2 separate regions of the Pan troglodytes genome follow, and region 2 is linked to region 1. A link is a contact called in public Hi-C data. All regions are on one chromosome and are shown on one strand. Each heading gives the region's core, a stretch centred on a gene start, on an enhancer-like site or on the middle of the called end of the contact. The rest is flanking DNA. Distances are from core to core; before and after follow the strand shown. Region 1 holds the start of EVX1 (even-skipped homeobox 1). Region 2 overlaps HIBADH (3-hydroxyisobutyrate dehydrogenase).

What was found. Hi-C and Micro-C count contacts between places; a contact is called where the count stands out from the background.
Region 2: a Hi-C map of induced pluripotent stem cells shows a contact between it and region 1, with 2.0 times the contacts expected there. The contact joins the enhancer-like site here to the promoter of EVX1 in region 1. A contact is called at or near these places in 2 of 7 Hi-C or Micro-C datasets (induced pluripotent stem cells and stem cell-derived neural progenitor cells) and 1 of 1 datasets of contacts at active chromatin or transcription factors (stem cell-derived excitatory neurons).

Annotation. Positions count from the first base shown.
Region 1 is chr6:33,043,508-33,049,510 of NHGRI_mPanTro3-v2.0_pri, forward strand. EVX1 (even-skipped homeobox 1) reads left to right here and starts at 3,336. Exons shown (of 3, transcript XM_009452825.4): 1 at 3,336-4,057; 2 at 5,656-5,912. The coding sequence starts at 3,631. It overlaps LOC104007140 (a long non-coding RNA gene), which reads right to left. Exons shown (of 3, transcript XR_001719151.4): 2 at 3,061-3,329; 3 at 1-2,602.
Region 2 is chr6:33,396,504-33,402,506 of NHGRI_mPanTro3-v2.0_pri, forward strand. The region is part of intron 4 of HIBADH (3-hydroxyisobutyrate dehydrogenase); the gene reads right to left. Among named protein-coding and RNA genes, the nearest start is that of HIBADH, 140 kb to the right of the region's middle. Within about 2 kb of position 3,643, at least 3 of the 24 cell types and tissues checked have an H3K27ac peak or open chromatin away from gene starts, as enhancers often do. A contact at or near this core is called in induced pluripotent stem cells and stem cell-derived neural progenitor cells, where this site is marked.

The DNA.
Region 1 (6,003 bases), core at 2,086-4,585:
AGGCCCGCTGCAGGCTGGGGAGGGTGATCGGGGCCGCGGGCCATCTCCCCCGAGCCGGGCGGGCAGACTGCGGAGGCAGGCCCCACACGCGCCGCTTTTCCGAGCCCGGTTTTCTTCAGGAGCGAAGCTGTTCCAGCTGACCCGCGCGTCTGGGGGCCTAGGCCCGGCTTCCGATTCCATTTAAAACGACCCGCGCATCTTATCTCCGTCGCCTCCCCGGGGTTCCCACCCACCCCCCTCCGACCCGGGCCAGGCCAGCCCAGCCCCGGCGGAAGCCAAGCTGGGAGCTTTTGAAGTCCGGAGAATTTCAATCCGAGAGGAGCCGGCTGGACCGGAGCCCGTCGCCCCAGCGGGGGAAGGGACGGGGGGCCTGCCGTGTGGCAGGTGGGGGATGGGTGTCCCCCGCCGCGAGAAATGAGAAGCCGACGGGCCTGGAGCGGCCTCCACCTCAGCTGCTATCACCCCCTCTCCGCTGTCATGGGATTGCCCAGGCTTAATGGGGTTGTGCAGGGCTTCACTTGCTCTCGGAATTTACCTTCCTTCTCGAGCCGCGCCGCGAATAACCTTCACGACACAGTGATAACGATGTTATTAAATACTCCCCCCACATTCACCGCCCAAAAAACCAAAACAGTGTTCTTATCCAGTCCTCTCTTTTTTTGTCTTCTTTCCTTTAAAAACCCAACCGCTGTTAATGTGAGGTTGATGAAAGGATGCTTTTGGAAGAAGTGACATTTGGTTAAAACGTTTTCCCCCTAATGCGCCGGTGGAAAGGGGCGGGGGTGGGGGTGGTTCCCTAGGCTCCTAGGACTGGCCAAACAGTCAGCTTTGAAAGAGCGGGGCAGAAGTCGGGAGAGGGCTGGGGAAGGCTTTGGGCTGAGGGGATGTGTCCCTGAAGCTTCAGATCTGGAGCCCGAGGGAGGCAACCTCCCTCTGAAAAGCTGGTCCTCAGCTCCATCCAGCCCTCTCCGCGGGATGTAAGCCCTGCTCCGTAGTGCCCGACCCAGAAAGGAGACTAAGTGGCACTCCTTGATCTCTCACTCCTACTCGGCTTTCATCTCACCCAGAAGAAAAGCGGATCAAACAGAGGATTCCCGTTCAATGCAGAGCTGGGGGCAGGGTGGGGAGCCAGGAGTCCCTCTGAGGACCCAGCCCCCAGGAGATGGGGGCAGCAGGCTACTCACTAGAAGGTTAAGCGCTCAAGGAGGAGAGGAGGGTGGGCACCGCAAAGGCCCAGTGCTGGAGGGCCCTATAGAGAGTAGGCAACCGTGGAAGCTCTAAGACAGATGCCCAGGGGGCTTGCCATTGACAGGAAAGAGAGCAAGCCAGGTGCTCCCTCAGGCTGTGGCTGCTGGTAGGGAGGACAGAGAAAGATAGAATACCTGGACAGCTCTCCAAGGCAGGAAAAGGTTCTAGGATTTGACTCCCCTCACTCCCAATTGATCCTCTCACCTCTAAAACATTTCCCTGGATTTTGGGGCTAGCAGTGCTCAGCACATAGTGGCTTCAGGAGTCCCAAGGAGTAGAAATATCTATGTGGACACTACCTTCCGGATCCCGCTGCCTCCGCCCCCAGGCAAGATTAATGAACATCGTCTTAGACTGAAAGAGAAGTGGAAAGCCGGAGTGAAGAGGAAACTTTGTCTTTCTTTGGACCCCTTACTTCCTCTACCTTCCTTAACCCTATGGATAGGAAGATGGAGGAGAGAAGCAAAGAGGGAGAAGAATACAGAAAGAGAAAAAGGAGGAGAGAAAAGTAGGAGATAACAGACAAAAAGGTCACGGAAGAGGACTTACCTGTAAAAGCTGGGGCATTGCTAGGGACACAGAAAGGAGGGAGGTGCTGGGCTGCCCTTTGCAGCTGGCTGCCTAGGGCTAGAAGCTCTTCGGGAGGAGGCGGAGAAAGGGGGGTTGAGCATAGAAGGTGCCCACCTCCTGCCCTCAGCAATGTGGGGAATGACTCAGCCCACCCACCTGGCCCCAGCACACTTGCTTGGAGCTCAAAAAGGGTAAGTTTGAAGGAGTTTTATACCAGCTTCTTCCCTGGGAGAGGAGCCAAGAGAGGCCTATGGCAGCTCCCAGATATCAAGTTCAACAACCCCTGCTCCCACCTCCAGCCCTTCATCAGAGCCCCTACTTACTTGCTGTTTTAGGGCATTTTCAGCGACTTCACTCTCTTCTACCTCAAACGCCATCCACTTTTGGAGACAGGTACCACTGCCCCTAGGCAGGGACTTGGGAGAGGACCTTATGAGTCAAACCTCTATGAACCCCAACCTTTTTGTACTCAGGGAGGCTGAATCCCTGCCCAAAATAGCGCGGTGAAAGCTACTGCCTTCTCCCAGGTAGGGGCCTCCAGTACTGCCACAGCAGGGGCCGCATTCCTGGCGCCTCTTCATTCGAAAAATCTCTTTCCAGGAGAATTCGTTGATTCTGAACGAATACTTTAAAATATGGGCAAGGAAAAAAAAAGACAACTCTTAGAAACTCTCCCCACCCAACATACCTGGAGTGCAGGCGAGGTCCAGGCAAACGGGAAAGCGACTTCTTGTACGAATAGCCATCTCAAGATGAAGCCAGGCTGTGGAAAACTTAAGGCCATCTAGATGGGAAGGAGGTATTTAAAAGAAATCAGCACACACTCTTACAGAAGCCAAGGCGGGTCTTTAAATTAAAAAAAAAATAATAAGGTATTTATTTCTTGCCCCTTGGGGAAGAAAAATAGCAAAGTTTGGTTCCCAGGAGTAAGGAGACAGAGGTGGGTAGGGAGAGGGAGGAGAAGAGAGGAAAAGATGGCCCAGCCTCAAGCTCTCCAGTCAACTTGGGGCGGGGGAATACATTTTTCCGTAGCTTGTAAAAAGACTTTTCAGCCAGTTTGAGGTTAGCTGCCAGGGGCAGACACTTGTAATAATGCCGACAGAATTGAGGCTTGTAAGCCGGGCTTCACACTTCTAAAATGCAGTTATGGATTCTTTCATCGGTGTTAGATCAAGGCACCAAGTTAAGAAAACAAAAGTCAAAACAACAATAAAAGAAAAAATCAAAAGCTTATTTAATTACCTAGTCCCGCTGCCCCTGCGGAACTCGCCGCGCGCGTTAAGCTCTCTTTTCTTTCTGCGGCATTCCATTTGCATCCCCTCTGCCTGGGTGTCTCCCTCTCTCAGTGTGTGTGTCTCTCTGTCTGTTTTCACACTCTCCTCCCCAATCGAGCGAGGCCCACACCTGGCGCATCACTGCCGAGCCATTAGCTGCGGGTTTCCTTTCATCTTCGCTGTGGCAGACGTTTCTATTTATCCACTTGCGCTCGCCGAGTGGCGTCACCAGCGGTACTGTAATGACGATTGCAGCAGGAGGATGACAGCTTAGAAAGAAGAGGGCAATGGGGCTTCCTCCCAGAGGCGGTGCGGCACAGAGGAGCGCTCGCTTCACAAGGTGACCCTAGCTCCCCACCGCCACCGCCGCGGTCGCGGTCGCGGTCCAGACCGCGCTCCAGCAGCTCCGCGCCCTCCCAGGCACCCGGCCTCTCTTTCTCCCTCTTGCAACCAAGATCCGTCCGGCCGCTGGAGACCCAGGGAGCCGGGGTTAGGAACTCACTTGGGGCTTTCCCCTCCCCCACCGGAGAGCCCCGGGATGGAGAGCCGAAAGGACATGGTTGTGTTTCTGGATGGGGGTCAGCTTGGCACTCTGGTTGGCAAGAGAGTCTCAAATTTGTCCGAAGCCGTGGGCAGCCCGCTGCCGGAGCCGCCCGAGAAGATGGTGCCCCGTGGTTGCCTGAGCCCTCGGGCCGTCCCTCCGGCCACCCGGGAGCGCGGCGGGGGAGGCCCGGAGGAGGAGCCGGTAGATGGACTCGCAGGCAGCGCGGCGGGGCCGGGCGCCGAGCCCCGGGTAGATGGGGCGGCCATGCTCGGCCCAGGACCCCCGGCCCCCTCAGTCGACAGCGTCTCCGGCCAGGGGCAACCCAGTAGCTCGGACACCGAGTCGGATTTCTATGAAGAAATCGAGGTGAGCTGCACCCCGGACTGCGCCACCGGGAACGCCGAGTACCAGCACAGCAAAGGTAGCCACCGCGCCCCTCCGCTCCCCGGGCCTCCCGCTGCGCCCACCCTTCACTTCGGCGCAGGCCAGGAGGAAGACACTCCCTTCCCCTAAGGCAGGATGGCTGGGGGGACCCACCTGAGCAACTCTCTCTGCTATCTGCGTTCTGGCGGGGGTCTCCTACTGTGTTCTGGCATTGGCGGGACTGAGGGTGACAGCAGTGCCTTGAGTGAGGGGTGCTGAGGGGGCGGATGCAAGTCCTGGACTTGGGGGATTCAAAGCTCACCCCAAGCACCCAGTGTTTCAACTGCTCGGGGAATGCTTCAATTGCTCGGGGAAGACACTTTCCCCAGGCGAGGGCAAGATCAAACGCCGATCCGGGCAGTTTGTGGCTGGCGGGGTGTAAGAGGCATGGAGGCGCGGAAGCCAGGAGTCCATAAAGGACCGTAAAATTGCGGCCCACTTGGGCAGCCCGGGTGCTGCAGCCCTCCGACCAGTTTGCACGTCGGTCAGAGGTCCAAATTACCTTGTCACTTCCCGGGCTTCGCGGCGCCAGGTCGGAAATGGTCCCAATGGTCTAATTGCCTTTGGTCTCCGGTTGCATTTGAAAAGGCAGAGATCGGGTCCTCCCCCCTTCCCCTTTCCTTCCTAGTCCCACTTCTCCACCCAAAGGAAAAGGAGCTGCAGGGGGCTGGAGCCCCACCCTTCTCAGAGGTAGGCCCAAAGGGGGGCTGGTTTAACTGGAGAACCCCTCCCCACCAAAGGCTAATGGGAAGGGGGTGGATAGCCCGGAAGGGAGTTTCCCTCTGTGCCAACAATCACCTCCCCAGAAGGGGGTAGAAAACTGGGCGCGGGTTGGTGGGGGGGAGGAGAGGGGAGCCCACCAGCAGACACTCCTCCACAGAACTGTAGGAGTGAGTGGAAAGAGCCTGGGGGGGGGGGAAGAAAGACCACCCCCTGGCCTTGGCAGCCAACGCCTTGTTGAATACCTGCACCTACCCCTTACTATCTTATCACCGATTTCACCCAGCCTCCTTCCCATAACCCTCAGAACAACCTGGACTCCACTCACATATACTAAGGTAATAAATAAGATACTCAACATGCATTCTCACTCCAGCCCTGCAATACACGGAACCTAGTACACATTCCCACACCTGTTCTGGCAGCCTGTCACACATAAGAGCAAGGAAACTCTGAATGCCCAGCATACTACAACGCACTTGACCCAGAGTTTACAACCCTCTAGCACAAAGGTGCATCTCAACTCATGTGCCTGTCAGAAGTGCACACCCTTGCCCACCCCTGCCAACGGGAGGCAGAAAGCTCACCTATGCTCCAGGGCAGGTGGGAAGGGCGGCTGGGAACCCCTGTACCCAGGATGCCTTAGAGGAAGGGAAGGCCTCCCCAAAGACCTCTACCTACCCAATCAAGGGCAGGCCCTTATTTTCCCTTCTTGGGTTCCCCAGAGGCCGCAGTACCCTAGCAGAAACAGTTACTGAGGTGGCTGACAGGGTGTCCCTTCCCAAATCACCCTCCCACCTTAGGCCTACAGCCCCACTTCAATGGCGTTTGTGTGTCTGTGTCTGTACACGCCTGTGCTCTGGACTCGCTGTGCAGGGTCCGGCTCCGAGGCGCTGGTCGGCAGTCCGAACGGAGGGAGCGAGACCCCCAAGAGCAACGGCGGCAGTGGTGGGGGCGGCTCGCAAGGCACCCTGGCGTGCAGCGCCAGTGACCAGATGCGTCGTTACCGCACCGCCTTCACCCGAGAGCAGATTGCGCGGCTGGAGAAGGAATTCTACCGGGAGAACTACGTATCCAGGCCGCGGAGATGTGAGCTGGCGGCCGCCCTAAACCTGCCGGAAACCACCATCAAGGTATGCGGGGTCCAGGCTGGGGAGGCGGGTGTGCACCTATTTAGCGGGAAGTAAATGCCAACTGCCAACTCCCTAAAACGCAGGCCAGGAA
Region 2 (6,003 bases), core at 2,393-4,892, 350 kb after region 1:
GCCAATTAGATCAATTTCTCTTCCCAAACTTTGTTTTAAATCCTTTGTATTTCAATTTTTAATTAGTTTTAAAAATTGATGGCCGGGCGCGGTGGCTCACGCCTGTAATCCCAGCACTTTGGGAGGCCGAGGTGGGCTGATCACGAGGTCAGGAGATCGAGACCATCCTGGCTAACACGGTGAAACCCCACCTCTACTAAAAATACAAAAAATTAGCTGGGCGTGGTGGCGGGCACCTGTAGTCCCAGCTACTGGGGAGGCTGAGGCAGGAGAATGGCGTGAACCCAGGAGGCGGAGCTTGCAATGAGCCCAGATCGCGCCACTGCACTCCAGCCTGGGTGACAGCAAGACTCCGTCTCAAAAAAAAAAAAAAAAAAAAAAAAAAAAAAATGATTACAGCTGAACAACAGAAAGTAAAATAATACAAATAAAACCAAATACCAATTGTTTAAAACATTCAGTTTCTTTTAAGGGAAGTTTTTTTTCTTCAAAAAAGGTTTGCATGGAAAATTGTAAGTAAATGTTTGTTGGTCCTTTATAATTGTATATATTGTCTTATAATCACACAAAAAATTCAAAATTCAGACATAAGTAAAAGGAATGCTATATCACATTTTTGTTGCCAATGGGGAAAAAAAATCAAAGTTTAAGTTACTATGGGATATGGAAGAAATAACAGAGATAAGTAACTTCTTATTTCTCAGATGCTAAAATGTTTTGACGGGGTCAGGGAGTTCTCTCCCTTAAACAACAAAAACAGAATGGGTCTTCTTTCACATTTCTTATTTTTCTTCACCTTTATTGCTATGGTTTTCCCATATCATCTCTCCTTCATGAAAACACTGTCGTATGTTCACTTAGCATACTTCCTAGAATATAACAATCTACCCTTTTAAAGTTACAGCCTCTATCTTCAAAAAACACATCACTCAAAACATGCATAAAGATCAAGAATTGTTCTTTTTTTTTTTTTTTAATGAAGAATCTCATTATCATAAGGCATTTTGGTTTGAAAAGATAACATCATTGAAGTCAGGCAAAGCTAAACTTGACCTTGGTCCTGCCATAATCAAACAACCCACTAAAGGTAATTGCCAATCCAACCAACCACAGGAAAAGAGTAAAATCACACAAAAATAAGAGTTGGCTAAACTCCAGTTTTCATCACTATCTAGTTGGGCAATTTTCTGGCTAGCAATAATCCTTATTCCCTTGGAACTTTATCCCAGTAAGGGTGAGGGTCAGAATATATTTTCAAAAGTAATTTTCTCTACTCATCCTTTTCTAAACCTTTCCTTTCACAGCAACCTATCTAGTAAGCATTTCTAGAAACAATTTAGTATATAACGAGCCAGGAATCTTTAGAATAAGAACAAGTTGAAATGAAAAGGTCTTCAGACACTACTTCTAAAACAATCTGGAAACTGGTAGATGGCTCTTCTTTAGTGCTCTAAGCTATAGTAACAAAAATACTGGTTTATATTTTACTTTTGAACACACCAATGTAAGAAGAGCCTCTTCTTTACTCTTCTTTCCAAACTGCTGACAATCTTATTTGGTGCAAGAAATCTATGAGTTATGAAGCCAGACTTACCAGACTACTGAATTCTCGTTCTTAGAATATGTAAAATCTATTGGGTAAGTGGGTTTTGGTTTGTTTTCCAAAAATACACTAGCATTTCGTACTTTGGATACTTGATCTTTGCAAAATTCAGACAAACACTGGCAAAGGAAAATGTTATAAACATCAGATTTTCTTACAGCCTTCAATGAAACCTATGTATAAAACTGTAAAAGTTAAATCATGATGAGTATGGGCCGGTTGATTGGATCTTTTTAACATAATCTAGAAAGTATCTTTCACTGAGTTCTCTTCAAGATAAAACTGTTACACACACCTCACACTCTTGAAGGTCCTCTGTTTAAAGTTGTTGGAACAGATTTCTTTTGATGAAACTACTGAAAGATTATATATATTGAGAGGGATTAAAAATACTAACAAGATGAAAAGCATCAGTTACCAATATAATTCTTTCAGTACAACACCAAATGAAAATTGCAATGCCTAATTAGCACTGAATAGTGTATTTTATTATGATTGTGCAATAAGCTTGATACACTGTTAATCATGTATTAACGTTAAATACCTATACTATAAACGTACTAAAAAAAAAGCTTATCAGTGATTAATGTTGAATACTGAAATTCTCATTGATATTTTGTAAAGGTCAATTTTGGGTATTTAAAAAGTTATAAAAGTGCATTTAACTGGGTAATGTTGGAAAATAAAAATTTAAAAATTTAAGGTAAAGGGGAAAATACGTAAAGCTGTCCTGTGTACTCATATTACGATTAATAACTAAATAAGGTATTCTGGCTCTTTTTAATAATCCAATTGCTAAAAGACCTATGAAGGATATTATGTTAGAAGGTTAAAAATTCTGGTTTTCACTTGTTTATACATGTTTGACCTTTTTGTTCCTTTAGTTAACTAGATTAAAGCACTTAAAACCAAAAATAAAATTACTTTAGATTACCTATGTGAACTTTTTTTGGTTAGCTAATAATTCTTTCTATATTTTGATTGTGGGTATTGTGTGGGAGTGGGGTCATTGAATGGTGTGATATCGATAGAACAAGAAAAAGTATTTTTCTCTATTTTGTTTTTAAATGAAACAAACCAAAGCCTTTTAGTTATTCTAGCAACCCAAAGAAACTCCAAACTTGAATGTATTAGTCTCCTGCCATAATATTGAAAATCCTCTACCTAAAATGTCTTATTTTTGCTAAATCAGGCTAATTCTTAAAATTGCATATTGTCCTATTGTGCCTTCCTGAGACTCAACTTCCTCACTGAAAAAAAAAAAAAAAAAAAAGAGGATAATCTGCATTTCATGGGGATGCTATAAGGATGAAATGTTTTAAAATACAGAAACAACCCAGTGTGATAACCTGACACACAAAAGGTACTTAATTAATCAGTTGACTTCTAGAAAATTCTGCACTATAAAACTTTAAGGTGATTAGAGATGTTTTGAATCTACTTATTGATAAGGCTGTGTACATTTTCACACTTTCCACTCCGTTAAGACTATCAGATTTTATTCCAAGAAAGAGTGCAGGGAAGAAAAAGCAGCAGGCAAAAACTGAAACAGAAAAACAACATGGATGTTGTAGCTCTTACTTTCATTCTCTTATTTTTAAAAATAAACTTGACTTTTCATCCCTCTTGTTACCTATTTTTCAAAGAAATACAAGTTTCCTTAGTCTTTTAGTTTTTAGAAGCCATGTTTAGAGCTAAGCTGATATACTATGTCAAAAGTACACTTAAAACTGGGTATCTTCATTGCTGAACGTTTTACATTACAAGGCGTCAGTCTTTAAAAAAATTTTTTTTAAACCTGAAGATTACTGACAAATAAGCATTCTCTAACAATTATGAATTATTTCACATCATTTTAAGGTTTCACTTGATCAATTTTACATGCAAACATACTTTCTCATTCTTTACTCTTTCCTACTATGTTTCGCATGCCAAAAAAATCCACTAATAGATTATAAACTCTGCTTGCCAGTTCCCTTCTCAACAACCTCCATCCATCCCAGCACCCACCCATTCCCAAAGAGATACCCAGCATTGTTTATGTGGAGTTGGAAACAATACACTCCCCACTGCTGGTTAATTTACATCAGATACAGCCAGGCCCAGGAAGCAAAGTGCCTGTCGTTTTCACCCCTTTTTTCTTCTCCCTTGCTTGCTCATGCCCCCTCACCCCTTTTAATTTAAATTACTCATTTTAACTTAAAAACTTCTGGATGTTTTATTACCTTGGCAGCTTTTTCTCTGGATTGACTAAAAAGGTAAGTTTAAACAGTTTTTGTCAGTTAATATCTCTTCTTTTTTTTATATTTGTATCTGACAACCAGAATCCATAGTGTTAAAACTGCAATGATGATGATGCTGCATTTTACCAGGCTAACTCAGGTTGGGCACAATTTCATTGTTTTTTTGTAACCTAAACATACAAAAAACAAAAATGTTACTTTGCATGCAGTTAAATTGGTTGTTCTCTAATCATCTCTATCTCTATAATCTTTATGTGCTCCTAAGGGATATAAAAAGATTTTATGTTAGGTTTTGTTGTTTTCATTCTTTATTTTTTTAACCATAAAATATTACACATGCAGATACAGTAAGTCATTGTTTCCTTGCCTATATATTTATAGAAAATTACTAAAAATCTAGTATTAAAAATACTATAAAGCCAAAATGCCAGCTTTCCTTTGAAAGCCACATTAACTGTGTCCTAGTCAGTTTTTCTAAATTTCAGATATTTAAAAAGAATTAAATATAACATCTTTAATAACATGTATAAAGCTATTTCAAAGACTGAAATCCTAACTCTCAAATTTCACTAAATTAAATTTTATCTAAAACCAAGTAAGTTAAACATATTCCACTGTACATTAAAAATAAGATATGCAAAGACTCCCCAGTGTGTGTAAATGATACCAATAATTAAGAATCACATTTCGAGCTTTAAAACACTTCTATCTAAAAGAATCCAAAAGTGTGAGTAAATTGCTTTGACTGCTAACATTTACTTTCTGTAGTACTTTCTCTCCCCTTTTCATCCTAGCTCTCACCCCCACACCAACACACATACATAAAATAGATCATTTAGGCCAGTGGTATTTCAGTACATCGCCCCTCCTCCTCCACTTAGACAGTATTGCCTTTTATATCTATGTGGAGGTTCCCATGGCAACACTCACTTACACCAATACTATTTCCAACTGAAATGAGAGAATCCAAAATCTAAATGCTTCATTACTAAATAACATATACCCTAACAAGTAAGAATTGTTTTTCTCATTATCATTATTTTTCAATGTTTTTAGATTTCTGGAATTTCAGCAAAAAAATCATTTTAATATTATAGAAATAAACAGAAAAACAGTCATTGTAGGCAACTATATGTATGCATATCATTACATGAGATTTGTATGTGCTTACTCTTACTGCATAAAATTGATATGCTGAGCCAAGAAACCTCAATTATAATTATGAATAGTAAGTATAATTTTTACTAGTCCAGTTTACTCTATCAAATTTGATTTTTTTTTTTTTTAATGTTGGCTACATAGCTCACAAAAGACCCTGGTGAGAAATTCTAACACAACAAGCCAAGAAGCAATTCATGGACAGCAGGAGGCAATTTCAGAACACAGGCATAATCTATAAAGAGAAACCTCTACAGCTTTTTGATGTTAAATAAGTAGAAATATTAGCATACAACAAAGCTAAGAAGCAGACTGTTGTATCAAGTTTAAAAGTAAAAATTTCAGGGTCAAATGTCATGAGTACCTTTGTCTAGACTACTTTCAAAAGTGAAATTTCCTAATTTTTAAAACCAAAAGGTCTCTTTTGGTAATACTGAAGGGTGCATATATTTAGTTTTAGTACAACACACATTCTCATCAAGTTATTCAAAATATAAGGGAGGGGAGGGTTTTGCTTTTAAGTGGGAACATCAAGGTGGGAGGTCAAACATTTACTTTGAAAACATATACATTTCTTAAAACAGGTTGTGCACATTAAGAAGCCTCAGAAGAGGCAAGAGTATAAAATGAGTAGCACTAAGCTTTTTGCTAAATGATCAAAGCTAAGCATTAAACATCACTCTGCATGGTGAATACATTTTTTAAAAGAATAAAAATCAATAGAATATACACTGAGCTTTATTTATTCTGACAACATATCCTAGCACCTGGATAGCTGTATTAAGTAATTTAATTGTTTCTGCTACAGTTTATTAACTTATATTTATGGGTTCATAAAAATAGAACATGAATACGTATTTTAATGAAAAAAATCACACTTTTATAAAATTTATAATGAGCCTTTTTTTATTGTGCTTTTTACATTATCACTGTTTTAAAATGAGCTGATTCAAAAGACTATAAAGACTCCCTGAAAACCAGTACAGGAAACTCAAGAAT